2 separate regions of the Gasterosteus aculeatus genome follow, and region 1 is linked to region 2. A link is a contact called in public Hi-C data. All regions are on one chromosome and are shown on one strand. Each heading gives the region's core, a stretch centred on a gene start, on an enhancer-like site or on the middle of the called end of the contact. The rest is flanking DNA. Distances are from core to core; before and after follow the strand shown.

Region 1 (4,371 bases), core at 824-3,323, 130 kb after region 2:
TGAGGCCCATGATGAATCGTCCGTGATGGAAAGCGCGTCCACACTTGGTGTGGTCCTCCCCCTGCGGGTAGGGGATCTCCACCTCCGTGCTGCTCTCCATGTCGTGGATCACGTAGCCGCTCACCACGTGGGCATCCAGACCCTCCACTGAACCTGAGGGCCGACGCACAACACGGCAGGTTAGTATCACAAGGCGCACTCGTGTTCCCTCACTGCGTGAATCAGCGCATGCGGACGGAATGGAACATGCATGTTATGTCCCGACTGAGGGATCGGAAGCTGTTCCATCAAATAGTCTCATGTAAGATTCATTTAAGACACATTTTCACAAATTGACAGTTTTGGTACATTTTCAAACTATTGAAGACCATAACATTTTTTTCATCATTTTACTAACGGAACGCATCTGCATGTGGGACATTTTGAAAAGAAAATGATGTATTATTATTACAGCAAATAGCTGTAACAGGAATATTAATGTTGTATTGGAGTTTATTTCATCATTGTGCCTCATGACGCTGTTGAGGTCCAGGTGATGTTTGAGGAAATCATTAAATAGCAATTTGACTGGTTTTGTGAAATAGCCGGAACATATTTCATCTAATATCTGGTCATCTAGTATATATGTGTATACACACACACACACACACACACACACATAGTAGCATAGTGCTCCCAGTGCTCCCATCACCGACCTTCCAGTCCCAGCTCCTTGAGCGCCCTGAACCCTCCAGGCTGCAGCAGCTCCCCCACGATCCTGTCGGGCTCTTTGAGGTCCCTCTCCACCAGCGTCACCCTCCGGCCGTCCCGGGCGAGGACAGCCGCCAGCGCAGAGCCCAGGACCCCCGCCCCGACTATCACCACGTCGGGCTCCGGGGCCGCCGAGGGGCCCCCAGCCGAGGCACCCGGGGAGGTGGAGGACTCTGTATCCACTCTCCTCCTTGATCTGCGGCTCTGGGAGCAACGGATGGGAGAGTCTCTCGTTACAAACAGGGTGAAGTCCGAGCGGAGGAGTAAAAGGCAAACATTGGTCACACTTCATCCAATCACCAGCTACTCTCGCAGTCTTTGGAGATGCAAAGATCTATTAACTTTAAAGCACCTTCGAAATGCAAGAATCAGACTTGGTTTTTTTTCCAGAAATTAAGATCACAGATTTAACATAAATTACTTCAGATAAACGAAACAAAGAAACGACACTCTTTCTGAATCTGCCTTTGTGTTAAACATTATTACTATTTAGTTTTCCTACCTTTTTACAGCTGTTCTCCACCTTCTCGCTCCTTTCAGGTGACGTTTGTGGGATAAAGTGTTTGACACCAGGTAGAAGGGACAAGAGCCCGAGGGGCCAGTGCATCACCTGAGAGAACCTGAGCCTGTAGGTGTGAGAACACCTGACATACGACAGCAGCAGGCCGGCTGCCACAAGTAAGGCTGCGGCCATTACCACCTCTTTGTGAGCGTAACTCAACACTGTGCTGGATTTCTTGTAAAGGTACGTTAAGCTTGCTATTCCTAAGAAGGTCCACATATTTTTGGATTTAAAAAAAAAATCAACTAGATAAATAACCGCACTTGTACTGAGAGACCGATTTTCTTTTTATGCTGACGGAAAACACGCAATTAATAATCACTCTTCATGTTATTTCTCAGGTGCTCCAAAAAAATACAAGCTAGCAAACCCAAAACAAAATGTTTCGCTTGTAACTGATGATAACTTGCTCTCAGGCGGTCGGAGGAGCGCTGGTGAATAATTTATTAGAATGAGGAAGGCGCACTCCGTCTCATTCGGTGGTTTTCCGTCCCGCCTCCTCCACAGTTCAACCCTCGAATCAGAAGTGACGTGGCGGTGAGCAGAGCTCACGCTATCCGCCCATTGGACCGCCGCCGCCGCTCCGGCCCTCCCCTCGGCCGCTGATTGGACGGCCTGCTGGCAGGATGATGTGATGTCAGTGGGAAGGTGCGCGTTGCATTTATTTACCTCACAGAATGGGACGGAGACCGGCTGCAAAGATCGTCTATATTGGACAAGGCAAAACCCCTCTGGCTTTATAAATCGGGACAATTTTTGAGTGTGCCTCTTGAAATAGGATAACAAGCTGTTACCGTGGTAACCAAAGCCGTGATGGACAAATGAAAGCAACATGTAGTCTAGATAGCTCGCAACAATGGATATTTTACTAAACAGTTTTCGTAACAGAGGAAATATCTGCCACGTATACGTATAAATTCTGACAAGTCACTGGGGATGATAATAGTTCCCAGGAAAAGGTGCAGAGTGAGATCTCTTTTTAATGTTTATTCGTAATACAGCTGGAGGATTTGACTAAACGGAGCCAAGAAGGACAATACAAATAGAAATATACTGATGCATGTTGTTCTGGAACGCCAAACGCATAAACTGGATGTAACACAACAATAAACTGTTGGTGAATACAAATAAAATAACTGCTGTTTCTGCCCAGAAGTCAACCCCTACTTAACCTTGACTTAAAAAATGTTATTGAATAAGCAGTGAAACCAAAATGTATTATTGTATCATAACAACACCTGAACTAACACAGCGGGCTCAGAAGTGCAGTGGTGAGACATATTATTTGGTATGAACATAAGCTAAGATAACAGTAAACAAAGTCGACTGGAGAAAATAATTAACCGAATTATAAATAATGTGTCCAAATACACAATATAAGCCTACCTAATACCTAATTACCTAATGGTTTTAATGATAAAATAATATTATCTCTAATTGTGTCGAATCTGGGTTGCTTTGAACACCCGTTGTCCCCCCAGATGTTCATCCGACCAGTAAAACGAGCAGCTGCAGTACGTCGACCTTCCTGTGGGCGGCAGCACAGAGACACTTATACGTACAACTATTCCCTTGTAAATAAAACTATGGTCATTATGAGTCATTATCGCTTCTATTGTGAGGGAGGGATCGGCAGTAGTACGATAGACGTCAGGTATACAGAATGGGAACATTGTAACGTTACATGAATCATAATAGCAATAACAGTAACATAAATAATAGCAGAAGTAACAATAGAATAATATAATAGAAGTGGACACATTAGAATCATCATGCTAGTAGAATTCATCATGGAAAAATGACTGATTAATATAATTGTTTTTTTAATGCGTTACTTCAACAGATACAATCGCTTTTTTATCCGTTATGATTTAACGTTTTATGATACTTTTAGAAATATCTGCACAATACATTTTTTGAAATTCTAGACCACTTTAACATGACACTTCTGATTATCACAGCAGAGACTTTTTGAGGACTTCTGACGTGCCATACTATATATTTTAGACTTTTAAAGACTTAAGAATATTTTGAACCTTTCTCAATGTTTCATACAATAACTTTTCTATGACTCTGTTGACACAGTGATCTCTCTTTGACGTATTATATGACTTTCTTCAGACATGCCAGGAAGGATTTATGGAACAGAAAACCACAAATGTTTTATTGGGATGCAGGGTTGACCCTGAACGACGCCTTTGAGCACATTCACCCAGCAGGAGACGTTTTGTTCTAGAAACCTCCCAGTTCTTTTGTTACGTGCTGCCGGCAATTACAACTGCAACCAGGTCAAGACAATTTAATGAGTCATCACAATAATGTGGGCCAAAAAATACATTTTCATGCCAAGGTTTGGTTTTAATATTCGAGCATCTATACGGGCAATACTATGACTTTGAGACCTATTTTATTGTCATGAAAGTTTGACTTTTTTGTATACTATAGCGTTATTATAGCATCAGCAGTTTCCACTTGAGCTCACTTATTTTGTTGCAAATAAATCTTATTTGATTTGATTGTGAACCTATCGGGTTTAAGTAGAAAATTGTTAAAGCAATTTTGTGTTTAATGAACACACAAAATGTCAAACGCCACATTTCTGTAGCTTTCTCCATCTCTGCATTCAGAAGATTCCCTTAGAGGTCAGAGGTCACTTTCCTGAGAGAAGCAGTGTTGGATTCTACCACAGCAGCATCAGTTTGTAAAGGTTCGGCCGCAGTTAATTATTTTATTCATAGTCCTTACTAATCAATACTCCACAATAGTAAGTTGCTGTAATACCAAATAGTCTGGATAAAGAAAAACTGGCCTTTATTTAGTATTTTTACATATGGCTTTAGTTTTTATTTTATTACAAACAGGTTTTACAAAAAGTTCCAAAGACTTTTAAATAAACCACAGGTGGAGAGTCACGAAGAGGCCGATGACACTGCGACGGTACACGGAGGGTCGGAGGCTCCCACACGGCTCGGGTCACAAAGCACTCAGACGGTAAAAACAGCAGCACATCAGACCAGTAAGAAACCGGCTGGACGGTCAGTTGAAATGTTGCACTTACA
Region 2 (4,380 bases), core at 385-2,884:
TCACTTTTAATGGTAAAAAAGATTGAGGAATTTGTTAGAGACAATCTTACTTGCAGAAACACGTTAAGTAAAATGAAGAGGACAATAAAATTGTCAGGACGTCTACGGCAATGAAATTAACCCTTTACGTGCTTAGAAACTGACAAATATATTTTTTATTATTATAACAAACATACATTTTTCAGAGTACCAGACAATTGTGCAGAAACTTATAATATGATATTATAATATGTAACATGTTGATATGATCCTGAACACGACGTAGACCTTTTACGCGGCGATGCGATCCGTTGCGTAGAGCTGCTGCCTGCTGGACCCTTTAACTTTGGCATGATTAGCAGAGTCATGCTAGAGATATCTAGCAGAGTAACAACAAATAAGCACATTTAGGTCTCAGCAAATGCTCGTAGCGAGCTGTGTTTGTTGGTGGCACAAGAAGTCAAGTCCATCAAGCTTATTTGAAACAGCCGCCTGCTACTGCAGAACGAGAGGTGGAGAGAGATATTGGGCCGTGAATCCAAAACTAAATTCTAAAAGTGTGTCTCAATCGCAGCCCTTAAAGTACTTGGATCTTTAACCCCAAGATCAAGTGGGCCTTAGTTGGTGCCGGATGGCTCCGTTCACTGTACAGCGGCTCATGCATACGAGTCATACAATTCCTCCAGCGTTTATTTTTTTCTTTTACCCCCAAAAATCGAAAACTTTCTTCTGGAAAACATTTGCCTGGGGAATGAGAAATACTTGGCAGATGAGAGAAGAGGAGCTGTGGGATTTTGTAACTCAGGAGGCCCAATCGGTCTCGGCTCACTGGTGCTCTGAATTGGCCGGTCTCAGCCTGTGGAGCCCAATCAATAGTGCCGTGCGTCTGCTGCCGTCACCGCCGCCATTTTCCGCGCCGAGCTGCGCCGCCGGCCCCCCACACGCAGCCGACACACTGTAGATCTGCACCCCCTCCCCCCGCACCAGGAAACACTCCCCCCCCGTCTTAAGTCTTACTCCTGGTCTGTGCCGGACTTCTAGCAGTGTTCCTCTAAAACACCTCTAGAAAATATCCAAACGTCCCTGCTGCAGCACTGCAGTTAATGCCGGTTTATTTGTTGATCATTTTACCAGTTTAATCTATCCAGTCTGTAAATGTCCACTGAGCGGTGGGCATTTGGGACTGTAACAGCGATTGGATGGGTCGCTACCTTTGCAGATTGCTTTCCTTTCATGCCTGCATTTAACAGGGAGTGGATGTATCGACAGATAGGAGAGCAGGACGTGAGGAGCTTGGATGTTGTGGTTATGTTGTAAATATTGGACTAGCGGAGCGACACAACTGTGCAAGGGAGCTTTTATCAAACTGATGTATTCCTCGTTCAACTGACAATTCAGTATAGAAATACCAATACTTCAGTTGCTACAGTGGCTTTTTGTCACGGCACGAGGCCGTAGCGAAATATTCTTCATTTTACAACGGGCAGCTTCACCGCGCTCGCGCCGATCGTATCAGACCTCCATCGTAAGCGCCGCAATCCTCCGCTGTAAAAGAACCCATTTCCCCCGCTGTTGATATGACGTGCTGCCGCCTGAAGAACCGAAGCAGAGCACGTCGGCCCCTGGCGGGTCAGACGGAGCCACACGGGGCGGCGGCTGTACGAGAGGCGGACCCCCCTGCGATAGATCCATGCAGGCGGAGGCGTCTGTTCTAACGCTCGGCCTTTGGTCGACAGAGAAAAACTTTTCAAATCACACCTTTGGAGAGTGACATTTTCATCTCCATCTCCATCGCAACGGTTTCCGCCCCCTGAAGTCATTCCTGCACCACAATTTAGAACCGACGCTCCGACCCGCCTCTTAAGGGACTTCTCAGTCTCTGCACATTTTCCACCTGTCACCCCTCCTCCACCTTGATTCCAAAAATAAAAAGGAAGGAAAAAAAAAAAAAAAGAACTACTTCCCTATCAGGCCCCCGCCCCCCCAGTTCGAATCTGGTCAAATCGTTCTCCGGCTCCCGCATTGAACACCATTTCAAGGATTCTCCAGCCACCTGTCCTATTCCCTCCTCTTTTTTTCCATTTTTAATTCTGCCCCGGAGTGAGGATTATGCGAAGCAAGGCATGCGTGTCAAAGGGAAATTTAGTGGGTAAAGACAGCCGAGATTGGCGGGATGAATTAAACAGATAACGGGAGGAGACGAAGTGGGGGGACCATGTAGAGCAAAACGCCTCACCGATGTTGGTCATTTCAGAGGGGCTCTTTTTCTCTCTCTCTCTCTCTCTCTCTCCCCCCCCACAGGAGCACGGAGGCAATATCTAAATTAATAAAGTGATGAAATGAGTTTGTGCCGTGGACTTTCTGCTGTTTGACTTTCCCATCTGGATTAGTTCAGGCTGAATGGACGCTCTGTTACTTTTGTTACAACTGCGCAATTCACTGTCGGAATTTGGCCCTGCAGTGATAAGGCCCCCCCTCCCTCCTCCTCATTACCATCTCATTTCATATGCAGGGCCTCCGTCACCTGAGAGCCCGCTCACACACAAAACACCAACTATTACACGAGCGCCTGCCGACTATTACAATGAGCGCAGGACATTTAAACACGGACTATTACATGAGGCTCAGCTAACTATTACGCCGATAGAACACTAAAAAAGGGTCACTACAAAGAATTCCAGAGGCTATTACGAGAGGGAGGACACGTGGACGTGATGAGGTCCGTGACTCACGCAGGCAAAGAAGTCTAACGGCTAAGGCAGCACCATGTGGTCTAAGGAGGCAGGAGGGTAAAACATGTCACCAATAGATCCCACAGCTGGTCACGAACATGGAGACAGTTGTTCTCATATTACAAGCTCTGATGTGTGTTTAAATATACGTGCAGCGTTATCTCATCGAATGTCTGCTAATGCGCATTTTCATTTACAGTGATGTATCGCCGCATCATAGGAGGAGTAGACCACTAATATGCAATATATTTTACAAAAAAAAACAAACAGAAAATACATTGGATTCAAGCATTGTTATATTTTGAATCAATTTTTATGCACACGGTAAAAAAAACAAAAAACGTAAATTAAAGTAAAATATCTTAATTTAAATAAAGTGCGAAAACCATGCGAGACAGTCATTTTACAGATTTTTCTTGTTTATTTACAAGAGAACACCTTCAATAAAGGGCTATCAAAACGTTTGTGCCGAACTGCACTTAATAAGACAATGAGCAGTTAGAGGTTAGGGATCAATGACCCGTATCAGCAGAGGACCTTCTCTACTCACTATGACACGGAGCTATAAAGGACGTAAGTTATCATTGTTGCTTCTACTTTCTGCCTGGACTATTGCACTGATCAGGTGGAGCCAGAGGAGCAACACCCGTGAAGGTTTCAACATCAAGAGCAATGCAGCTTTTTATTCTTTAAAAGAAAAGACTGCATTACGTTTGATGTAATAAAAAAGGTTTGCTAAATTGAGACGCTGGATTAGATTTTTAATATAAATGTACATATTAATATAAATTTAATAGGAGTTACTTTGAAATTACAAAAAAATTGTTAAACTGTTATTATGGACATACATGTTATATGATGAGCTGGATACTTGTTATTTTACATAACTGTGTACGTCATTTAAAAACACTGTATAAGCAGTAAAACAATGTATATATATAATACAGTATTTCTTCTGTACAAACATGAGAACAGTGATTTCATCATGAGCATAATACTTTATTATTATTTATTTATAGTATTAATATTAATAGTTGGGTTGTTAATAGATAATGTGTGTAATTTTATGGAGTTTTGTATATCTTTTGAAAAAAGAAGAAGGTACAAGTTATTTTCCGTAGCTTGTCTGCTGCTGATTTCCAGACTTAACTGTTTCAATACAAACATCATGCCGTCTGCAGAGAGAATCATTGGCTTCAGCCTGAACCTCCATCCTGACCCTGTACACCTCCAGTCAGGAAAGATCACTGCAGTCCCTTCAGTTTGGACACGACACGTTCAGACTCCTCCCCTCTGGCGGGCGCTGCAGAGCACTGTGCACCAAAACCACCAGACACGGGAGCAGCTTCTTCCCCCCCCAGGCCATCCCTCTGATGAAGGTTTAATCAGTCATACTGCGCATCCATTGGCCCTTTCTACCTATTTCACTGCTGTTATTGAAGTTCTCTCTGCGCTCATCGGGCGTAATACCCAGAGATGAACACAAGGTGTCACCTTTGCACCACAGCAGCATCACACGGGGGGTCGCACGGGGACTGCAGCAGCAGCCCGGATTCATTAGTGCAGCGGAACAGCAATAGTTACGCGTACACTGCTTCTAATTACAATCAATTGGCATTTCCTCCCCGTCTGGGGGTCTCTGGTGAGGGGGGAGGATATGGGGGAGGGC

The links. Hi-C and Micro-C count contacts between places; a contact is called where the count stands out from the background.
Region 1: a Hi-C map of skeletal muscle shows a contact between it and region 2, with 2.6 times the contacts expected there. The contact joins the promoter of sqlea here to the enhancer-like site in region 2. A contact is called at or near these places in 4 of 6 Hi-C or Micro-C datasets (liver, skeletal muscle and tail fin).

What each region holds. Positions count from the first base shown.
Region 1 is chr20:17,547,964-17,552,334 of fGasAcu3.hap1.1, forward strand. sqlea (squalene epoxidase a) reads right to left here and starts at 2,074. Exons shown (of 11, transcript XM_040165015.2): 1 at 1,253-2,074; 2 at 696-954; 3 at 1-153. The coding sequence starts at 1,531. It overlaps LOC120810465 (protein LYRIC), which reads right to left. Exons shown (of 13, transcript XM_040165017.2): 13 at 4,123-4,371.
Region 2 is chr20:17,420,562-17,424,941 of fGasAcu3.hap1.1, forward strand. All of the region lies in intron 7 of LOC120810476, which reads right to left. Among protein-coding and RNA genes, the nearest start is that of LOC120810476, 12 kb to the right of the region's middle. Within about 2 kb of position 1,635, at least 1 of the 9 cell types and tissues checked has open chromatin away from gene starts, as enhancers often do.